2 separate regions of the Xenopus tropicalis genome follow, and region 2 is linked to region 1. The links are chromatin contacts, called in public Hi-C maps. All regions are on one chromosome and are shown on one strand. The core of a region is the stretch at or near the end of the contact, and the rest is flanking DNA. Distances in the headings are between cores, read along the strand shown.

What was found. A called contact is a pair of places that touch in the nucleus more often than the background predicts.
Region 2: a Hi-C map of neurula embryo shows a contact between it and region 1, with 5 times the contacts expected there. The contact joins two enhancer-like sites. A contact is called at or near these places in 4 of 5 Hi-C or Micro-C datasets (brain, gastrula embryo, neurula embryo and 1 more).

Annotation. Positions count from the first base shown.
Region 1 is chr2:142,816,676-142,821,711 of UCB_Xtro_10.0, reverse strand. No RefSeq gene overlaps it. Among named protein-coding and RNA genes, the nearest start is that of fignl2, 100 kb to the left of the region's middle. Within about 2 kb of position 2,326, at least 2 of the 11 cell types and tissues checked have an H3K27ac peak or open chromatin away from gene starts, as enhancers often do. A contact at or near this core is called in neurula embryo, where this site is marked.
Region 2 is chr2:142,985,328-142,990,481 of UCB_Xtro_10.0, reverse strand. No RefSeq gene overlaps it. Among named protein-coding and RNA genes, the nearest start is that of fignl2, 66 kb to the right of the region's middle. Within about 2 kb of position 3,546, at least 2 of the 11 cell types and tissues checked have an H3K27ac peak or open chromatin away from gene starts, as enhancers often do. A contact at or near this core is called in neurula embryo, where this site is marked.

The DNA of each region.
Region 1 (5,036 bases), core at 1,077-3,576:
TTGTAGTAGTACATATGCTCATAGGAATAGATCTCACCCGTAGTATAGGTGGTCCCAGGTGCTCATGCCCCAGACCTTCAGCCAAAGGGAGCCATCATGGATACATCTCTGATATAGAATGAGGGCAGGCACTCTGGTATAGTCAAAATGAATAGCGATTGTTCATGAGAGGTAAAAATAAAATCAAAAACCTTTTATTTAACACATGATACAGAGAGCCTTACGCGTTTCGTACCTCCTGGTACTTAATCATAGGCAGTGCTTCCTTGTATCTACATTTAATGGTCATTTTTCATACATTGTCTCTTTGTCAGATGAACTCAGCCTTGATTTGGAAAGTGAGATAGTATTGAGTCTATTCAAATCCCTTTGCAATCTATTTTTTAGCCTTTGATCAAAACCTTGCCCTGTGTAAAATCTCGGAAATCTTCCATATTTTATCAAATGAAAACCAAAAGCTGGCCATGTATTTAGAAGTAAGAGCCGCTTGATTGAGCTTGCTTTGTGCAACATACAAATCACAACCAGCTAATAGAGATTGCATGAAGGGTTCCAGGTATAAGTCCTACATTTCCACATGGAGTTATGGTTTAGGAGATGGGTCTGAGCACTCTCTAACGGTGCCTCTAATTATTACATATCTCAGTCTTACTTTTTAGTATTATGACAAAAAGCTGATGCTGAGCTTTAAGGTCTGATCAGCGGGTATTATGGGCAGAAAGCAGTCAGGTGATGTTGAAAGTATTTGTTCATGGCTCCCCAGTAACCACAGATTTTTTTTTATCTTGTAAAAGACTTCTGACCAGACTTGGAATAAACCATTTATGACAGAAAGACCATAGAGGTGAAAAAATCCAAAAATAGGAAAAAAAGCTCCAGCAGATTAACTGCAAAACATTTATTATGGGTAGTGTTACCACTACCCATAATAAATGTTTTGCAGTTAATCTGCTGGAGCTTTTTTTCCTATTTTTGGATTTTTGCAGTTGTATTTGGTTGCAGCACAGAGCAACAACTAGGAGCTAAAGCATTTTTCGTAAGTACTTTATACAAAGTTCACCAATAATTTTTCATTTTTGACCATAGAGGTGAACTACCTGTCACTATATGATATAATTTTAAATCCTCTTATATCATGTTAACTGACCAAAATAAAGTATACTTATACTTAACAAATTAGCCAAACCTTCAATGTTGGGCTGGCCCACTGGGGATCTTGCGGGCTCCTTTGGCCCAAGTTCCCCCCAACATCAGACTTGGGCAGAATGGGCACTGCTATATAAGAGATTGAAAATTCAATTTAGCTCCATTAAATTCAACCCTTTCAAGTGAACCCAGCACATATATAGACCCATACCAACCTATCTATATACTCACTTACATAGACTATATATACCAACATCAATACTGATAGTAAATTTTAGTATCACAACAGCCTTGGATATAATGCATTATTTCACTTATTATAGGTACTCTAACACCAAATATTCTCATTAATTGTACCTAGTACAGGGGACATTTAAAATAGATAGTGTTTCTCCTTTCTCATAGGAGCACACTTGGTAGATGGTTTTGCCTCATAGTAGCATGGTCCTCTTCTGTACTTCTGGTGAACCCCCCCAAGACACGGAGAAGAGGGGCCTCTCTGAGACAAGATAGGGTTTCAAGCCAAGTTAGAGAATCATTTAATATTGAATAGACAAGAATAGAAGTGTAAATGTGCTTTTAGTTCTTCATCAACAGTCAGTAGGAACATGAAATGAATATGATATTTACAAAGAACAAAATGGATTTGTCAAGCAGGTAAGCAATGCTATTTATTTGCAGGTTACTAGGCTTACATTGTTCATTGATGTTAATCAGTTACAAAATTGATAGCTTCTTTTTGCATTAGTATTTTTTGTTTAATGATATTCCCAGCCAGAGGGTAGAACACACAGGTTTGCGTACAAGCTAGGGTATTCCAGTGTCACTAGTGCTGCCTTGGAATAAAGCTATATATTAGCCAAGCATTCTGCGTAATGGTATAGTTATTGTCAGGATGAAATACCGCCTGCACCCAATCTGCAGATGGATATAAATACAGATAAAAAATGCAGCAGTGCCCAATCAATAGCATGTTTTACAAGTAATCCAGTCATACCGGTAAACTGTATTAACATCAACATCTGACATCAAAGCAATTATTAAAGCCACTGAAAGCAGGGCTCAGTGAGAGCCTCCAGCAAGCCGCAAGCCATAATCCCCTTGCCTTGCAGTGCACAGTTTAAGCACTATTATAATCCACCAGAAACAATGAGTGCTTCATAGTCGGCCGGGCAGCACCAAAGGAAACTAGTGATCCGTCAAACAAAGCAGCTGGCCTGGCAGTTACAGTAAGAATAGAGCTGGGGGTGCGTAGCCATGCAGGCAGCGCTCAGCACAACGTGAGCCATGCATCTGACACCAAGAAATCTCATATTCTTCATAGAAAGATTCCTTCAGCCAAGGAAATGACTTTATACAGAATCTTACTGCAATATGTAATGCCTCTGCCTCTGAAGGGCTATGAGAATATCCATGGGCACAATCACAGGTGGCAAAACTGTACCTACTAAAGGTTTACATTTATGTGCTAGTTGGTGTTTTGCGCCAAGCATACAAATCAGCTGTTTCCCATTGTGATATGTTAAAGGGGTTGTTCACCTTTAAATGTACTCTTAGTACGATGTAGAGAGTGCTGTTTTGAGACAATTCACAAAGAGATCCACACCCCTTCCTGCCTCCTCCTTTATACCCTTGTGGGCCCTCCCACATATCCTGCCAAGAAATCCCCCCCTTCTCTTTAGCCCCCTCTGTTGGTAACGTGCAGTAATTACATCCTAAACACAAAACCTCTCTGCTGCCATCTATTTATCTCTTAAATTGCCCTCCTGGTCCTGTGTCAATGCACAATAGCATGCTTTGCTGCAAGGAAATGCATCAGTAACCCCTTGCTACCCAGGGGGCTGCTTCTATAAGGCAGAGAAACACACCTCTGGTGGCAGCACCCCTCAGGTTGCCAGAATAATTAAACTGGATATTTGGCTCTGCAACCCCTCCTGGACTCCCTCTGGCACAGGAAAGGTTAGCGATGGGAGGGCTGCATCACAGGAGCTGCCTCAGGGTGGCTGCAGCATTAAAATCTCCACTGATGGTACCCGCTATATAACGTACCCAATAGAATCATCTTTCCTTCCCGATAAAGCAACATTTATTGAACCAAAATGAAGTCCCTTATATGAAACAATGTCTGTAAATATTAGGAAGCAAATATTCTATGTCTATCAGTAATTTCCCTGAGCTCCAGCCCTTGAATCACATGAGTAGCCATTTTGGTGTTTTGTGCCAAGCATATAAAGCAGCTAATGTCTCCCATCACAATATGTTAAAGGCATTGTTCACATTTGAATGAACTTTTAGATTGATATAGAGAGAGCTATTTTGAGACAATTCACAATTAGGTATCTTTTTTTATTATTTAAGTTTTGGATTTTTTTTACTTTTTCGTGCAGCAGCTCTTTAGTTTGGGATTTCAGCAGCTTTCTTGTTGCTAGGATCCAATTTAACCTAGCAACCAGGCAGTGGCCTGAAAGAGAGAGAGACATATGAATAGAAAAGGACCTAAAAAGAAAGATAATAAATAAAAAGTAGCAATAACATAAAATTTTAGACCCCATTTCAAAGCTGGAAAGAGGCAAAAGAAGAAGGCAAATAATGAGATGATAAAAGATGGAGACTAATTGAAAAGTTGCGAAGAATAGGCTATTCTATAACATACTAAAAGTTAAGCTGCAGGTGAATCACCCCTTTAAAGAAACTGTAAACAATCAAAACAAGTGAATGTAAAATTACTCAGAACACATTTGTCATTTGCATTCATTGTAAACTGCTAATAGAATGAATCTGAAACAAGGGCGCCACCTGATGGTAATTTCAACTGGCTTCAGGCAGCTGAAAATTCTGAAGAAAGATTAGTCTTGTGATGTTGCTCTTCTGAAAACTGACCAAAGACACACGTCAGAGACTGTTCTCTTCTCACTAACTTTACTTTCTGAGCAGAGCAACATCACAAGACTTTCTTTTCTCATAAAATACACTTTCAGCTGGGTATAGCCAGTCAGCTAAAATAAACAGCAAATGGCGCTGTTATTTTAAAATTACATTTGCAGTGTAAAACTGTTCACTAGTGATTAGTCACACTAACAAAAACTGTAGTACCGTGTTAGCCAGCGTCAAAAATAATAAAAAAAAACACAAATACAAGAGTATTATAGAAATGATACCTATATTGGCTAACAATAAAAACATATTGCAAGCTTTCGGAGCTCTAGAGCCAATCAATATAGGTATCATTTCTACAATACTCTTGTACTTGTGTTTTTTTTTATTATCTAGTGAAACTGTCCTGTTTCTCTTTCCTGAAAATATGTGAAACTGCAGTAAAATGGCAAAGTTTTGCTGAAATGTTACCAAGTGCATCGGAGTCAATTTCTCATGCCAAATACAATGGAGTCAACTGTTGTTTATTCTTGTGACAAATTATCTGGAGTCCATGGGTATTTTTTCTCGTATTTTTTTCCTCTCTAAACAAAGTGAATGGTAACATTTCAGAGCAGACTTGCAAATACGTTCACTGCTGCACAGATCTGTATCAGGCCGAAAACTTCACTTATCACTACTGTTAAGTTGTACACTAGAAAAAATGAATGCAATGTAAAATGGAACAATTTCATTTTTGTTTTGAGGGTTTACATTTACTTTGAAAAATGTAACTCTGCTAAAAAGACAAACTTGGCCAAAATCCAGTTCTGAATAAAACTGTGATTTGGCTGAATCCCAGGGTTTGAGGGGTGTCACACTTGTAGGGGGCATTTCTGAAAACTACACAGGTATAGGACCTTTTATCCAGAATGCTCAGGACCTAGGTTTCCAGAAAAGGGATCTTTCTGTAATTTGGATCCACTGTTTTATTATTACAGAGAAAAAGGAAATCATTTTTAAAAATCTGAACTATT
Region 2 (5,154 bases), core at 2,297-4,796, 170 kb before region 1:
CATTTGTAAGAACTGAGGTCCACTTGGATCTGTACCTCAAAAGACACATTGTCACCCCCCCCCAACCATGCCTTCACATTAAGCTGCTTTTTAAGTTAGGTGAGTACCTTTCCGGAGGGCAGACAGAGGCTGGGGATGGATTTTGCTGTACAAAACAAGGGGTTTATACATTTGATGGGTATATATTAATATTCATCTTAATGATGAGTTATGTATGTATAGTATAGAGGTGTGGGGTTCTGTGTCAAGCTTCCATAATAACTTTAGTGTGTTTTGGTCTTCAGTTTGCCGGAAAAAAACATAAATGATTTCCCCTTTGCCATTATATTTATAGTTATTCTTTACATATCAGTTTATGAGACTGAATGGAAACTAGAAGGTTCCCCATGAAACTGAGGATTTCCAGCAGTTCGATCTAAATTGGTTGTAAGAAAACATTTCTGAGTGGCCGAACACATTCATTTTCTATAGGGATTATTATAGAGTACAGTGTACCCATCTAGGTCCTTACTGCCTGCATGTGACACACATTAAGGATCTGGAAAATATATAGTTAAATGTTAAATTTACAGAGAAATAGTAAATCTGCCCCTAAGATTTTATTTTACTGCTGGTCTTAAATATCTTTGCAGTATTCTAAAAACAAAAATATTCTGCCATCCCACGGTACTACTACATAGTTTAGTTCTCTTTTAACAAGTGTCCCAGAGAGATGCATGCTGGGTTCCATGGATGAAGGTGGTAGTCATTATCTCATCAGTGATCATCTGTTGTGCATTACTAACATCAGAAAAGGCTTTTCTCTGACTATTGTAAAATATCCAGTGCATTGGGCAGGTTGTGCTTTATTAGCAGCCCCTTGCTTTAATGCTAACATTCTGGCAGACACATGTCCTTAAAAGTAAATCAAGGATCTTCTCCTTCCCCCACTCCTTCTTAAGAATCAAAGTCCATCTTATAAAATGTGACCACAAAAATCAGGCTACCAATGATTTCCTTCAGTGCTTTTATTTGCACTTGTGTGGGATATCCCTGATTTCTATTTCCCAGCAGTCCTGTCCTTACTGGCAGAGCTGGCTGTAGGGTAGGGCAAATCCATACACTAGGGGGAGTAAACACTGCAACTGCTCTGGGGCCCTGGATTGTAAAAGACCCTGTGACCATGGCTGAAATATATGTTTGTGGAATGCAGTGTACACCTAAAACTGCCTTTGCTAAAAATTAACACATTAATACATTTGTGTTGAAAAAGTCACAATTGTGTCGAAATCAAGTCACGCCTGTGTCAAAAAGTTCACAGTGACAAAAAAAATCATTAAAAAAAGTTGCGTGCATTAAAAAAGTTGCATGGTAGAGTAGTTTCACCAATTTTCCACAATTTTGTCGGCAACACTAAATTGGACAAATTCGCTCGTCACTATTTTTTATCCATGGAAAAATGTTGCTCAGGACAATGACAGTTATGTAGAAACTCAGCTGTTACCTTCTGGAGCACTAAAACATTATTTTGCCCAGTCCTGCGCTTAAGGGCAAATGCCCATACCTGGTGCACTCTTACCTTCCAGTTTGTGCCTGTATGTTACCCAACCACTCAGATTGTAAGCTCTATGGGGCAGGGACCTCCTTCCTACTGTGTCTCATACCACATAGCACTTATATATATATATATACATATATGTATTTATTGTATTTATTTATTATATCACTTGTCCTCCCTGTGTGTAATTTTGTATTCTGTAAGACTGTACAGCGCTGCGTACCCTTGTGGCGCTTTATAAATAAAGTTATACATACATACATACATACATGTATTGGATTTTTTAAACAGGAAAAATGCCTGAAATACAACGTCGACATTGAAAAAGGGTGAAAATGATGACATTTTATTTATATCTATCCTCAGTGTTGGACTGCGGTACCGGGAGCCCACCAGAGAAAATAACTCCAGGGTCCCATCAGCATGTGCACATTAACTTGCCTTACATTTACTGGAACACATTTTGGGGCTTAAAGGGGATCTCCACCCAAGAACTGTTTTTTGTATAATAAAGGAATATGCATATTGTTTTTTCTTGATTTGTGTTTTTGTGCTAATAATCATGAATTTGAATTGTGGTTTAAAAAAACGTGAATTTGTAATATTTATTAAAGGAAAACTATTCCCCTGAACAATGTTGGTCTCTATAAAAATATATTGCATAAACAACCTCATGTGTAAAACCCTGCTTCATCTAAATAAACCATTTATAAAATTTTTAAAATATACTTTTTTAGTAGTATGTGCTATTGGGTAATCCTAAATAGAAAATTGCCATTTTAAGAATTAAAGGCCGCCCCCTGGGATCATAGGATTCACAGTGCACACAAACAAGCCAAGGCACACATACATGCTAGGCCCCATCAGCCAATTAATGGACAGAGTTCTGCCTTTTACTCCCACACTACTTCCTGTTACAGTTAGAGCTGCATTATTTCCTGTCAGGTGATCTCTGAGGGAGCACCCAGCCCATCACAAAAAGGGGAACCTTGGGAGGTCATGTAGAAACCAATGGGAGCTGTACTAGGCAACATTTTACCTATTTAGTCACACTTTTTTCGGGTTATTTTAATGATTTTATTTGCTCGTGTTTGTTTTTTCAGATTTGTATATAAATAAAGTAACATTTACATCTTTAAAAATGCCGAGGTTATTCGAATAAGAAAAAAATTGCAAATTACACAAATACAAATTTTGATAAATTAGCCTCCACACAACTTTCCAATATTCATTGATTAAATATTACCATTGGCATTAACGTTAATTATAAATGTAATTTCTATTGAAAGCGGTGTCTGTCTGTCCCTTTATGTTCTCTTGTTTTGACTCGTGGAACCATGTAACAGGAGTCTCCTTCAGGTCTGTTAATCAGCTGGCTTCTGCTAAATTGTTTCAGGAGTCAGAGCCGGTCATGCAGAGAGATAGTGCCTTTTTTATTGGCAATTTCACTTACAAATAACTTCATATCCACTTATATTTGTATATATATATATTGTATATTTATAAATTCAGCGATAAGCCCATTTTACAGAATGAAGCTTACGGCACATTTAAAAAACGCCAAAGGATGGGTTTGAAATGTGTCAGTATGGAGTTGGGTTACATACAGGATATAGCTTCAAGCAACAGCATTTTACAGACAATTATATTTACTCAGACTGCATAGACATTTATAAGAAATGTGACATTAAGAACACAAGTTTCCGTACAAACAAGAGATTATACATTATGTATAGCACTTGTACAGGAATGCTAGTAATATGAAAGTATCATGAATTCCATGTTACCTAGAAATATATATACTGTACATAAATAGCACAGTAAAACTTGAGCTATGATCTTTAGTCTAAAATTATTCCATTCCAGCCTTTCCTGGCTTTCTCTCCATTACTTCTGTGCCAAAGTGCTGTTCCCTTTGGCCCCTTATCTGCCTGACTGTGTTGTCATGGACAGATCCCTGCAGAACACATGCTTGCAGTGATTGACAAGTCAGCACCCTCCCCATAGAGGATCCAGTTACCATCATAGCATCAGTCCAGCAGCAAATTCCCTAAAATAATTGGCCCCCGTTCAGCAATCTGTCAGCAGTGCAAACTCCTGGTGACTAGCAGAGAGAGCAAATGTAAAACCTCCAAAAACACAAAACTAATGTGTGCTGTGTAAATCCAATGAGTTGTTTGGAGCAGGACCACATAGCGCCTGGGAAGAAATTATGAAATTGGTGTATTTTGTACTTTTATAACCAATGGCAACTGATCATAAATGGGGTCTGACTGGTCAACAGCAGTAATGCCAATGAAAGCAAAAATGTGACCAGTATTACCATTACATGAAGTAAAATGATCCCATGTATTTTGTTTACAATGGATTCTTTATATGTGGACAGTGCAGCAAGCAAGCAATATATTTAAAAAAAGTATTAATGATAAACAAGCTTGTTTAACTTCTTTCTGTTCAGCATCATATTTCTAATCAGAACAAATGTTGTTGCCACAGAAGCTATCTAACATTGGTCACATGCACAATCCAAATCCAAAATGGCTAATAAGCAGTTAATTTATAGAAATCTGCAGAGGTCTGTACCACATGACTTTCCAGATATCTCAGATCATTTGGGTTGATCCTCTCAATCCTGCATCTGTTAGTACCCTATCCACACCTCTATACAAGGAATCAGCAAATAGCCTGCTGAATATGCCCCAGCTGTGAGATGTCGTGATGAATAAAATGATTTTGCCAGGTATGGATTTGTGGATAAATTCAGCATTTCCTGAACAGAATTAATTGGCCTGCAAAGTTTTGTATCATCTTCAACCCCTAATATATTACTTACAAGCTTACTTACTTATAGACGTGCAAGTAAACTATTGAAGAAAATAAAAGGAATGAGACAATGTAAATACTAAAATTATGAAAGTTGGGTTTGCTTTCTGTGGAGAGGTGGGGCTTGCAACGTTACATAACAAATACATTAGAGTCATTATAGGCAGATAACAGGGAATCTTTCTTTACCAAGAAAAACATAAAATGCAACCCCTTAGGGTCTCCTTTAAGGGTGGCGAGGCAGTGGGCTGCCCTGTTAGATAATTTTGTGATGTCAGATTGCTTTGAAATCATTACATGAGTAATGTAGCATGCATTACCATGTGATAGTGTGACGCAGATGCCAGGAAAATGCAACCTGCATAATGCCAACTGTAAACTCTGGTGGAAGAGGAATAATGGTCTGAAGTAGTTTTTATAGGGTTTGGGTTATGGGCCTTAATTCCAGTGAAAGCAAATGTATGCATGCAAAAGCTTTGGAATGGTCCTGACTCAGCCAGCTATATATATATCTATATATACAAGGGGTGACGGCACACACAGGGATTTTTACTCAGGAGTTACAAGTTTGGAGAATACAAAAAAGAGGTTTTATTTAGTCCAAAGTTTCAGTTCCTACTGGAACTTTCATCAGGGACTCCCTGACCCCAGGGACCTTGATAAAGGTCCCGGTTGAGGACCGAAACGTTGATCTAAATAAAATAAGCATCTTTTTTTGATGAAATTTTCCTGGTGTGCATCAGCATTTTTTACATATTTACATTGTTTTTCTGATTTGCACCCAGGTTGTAATC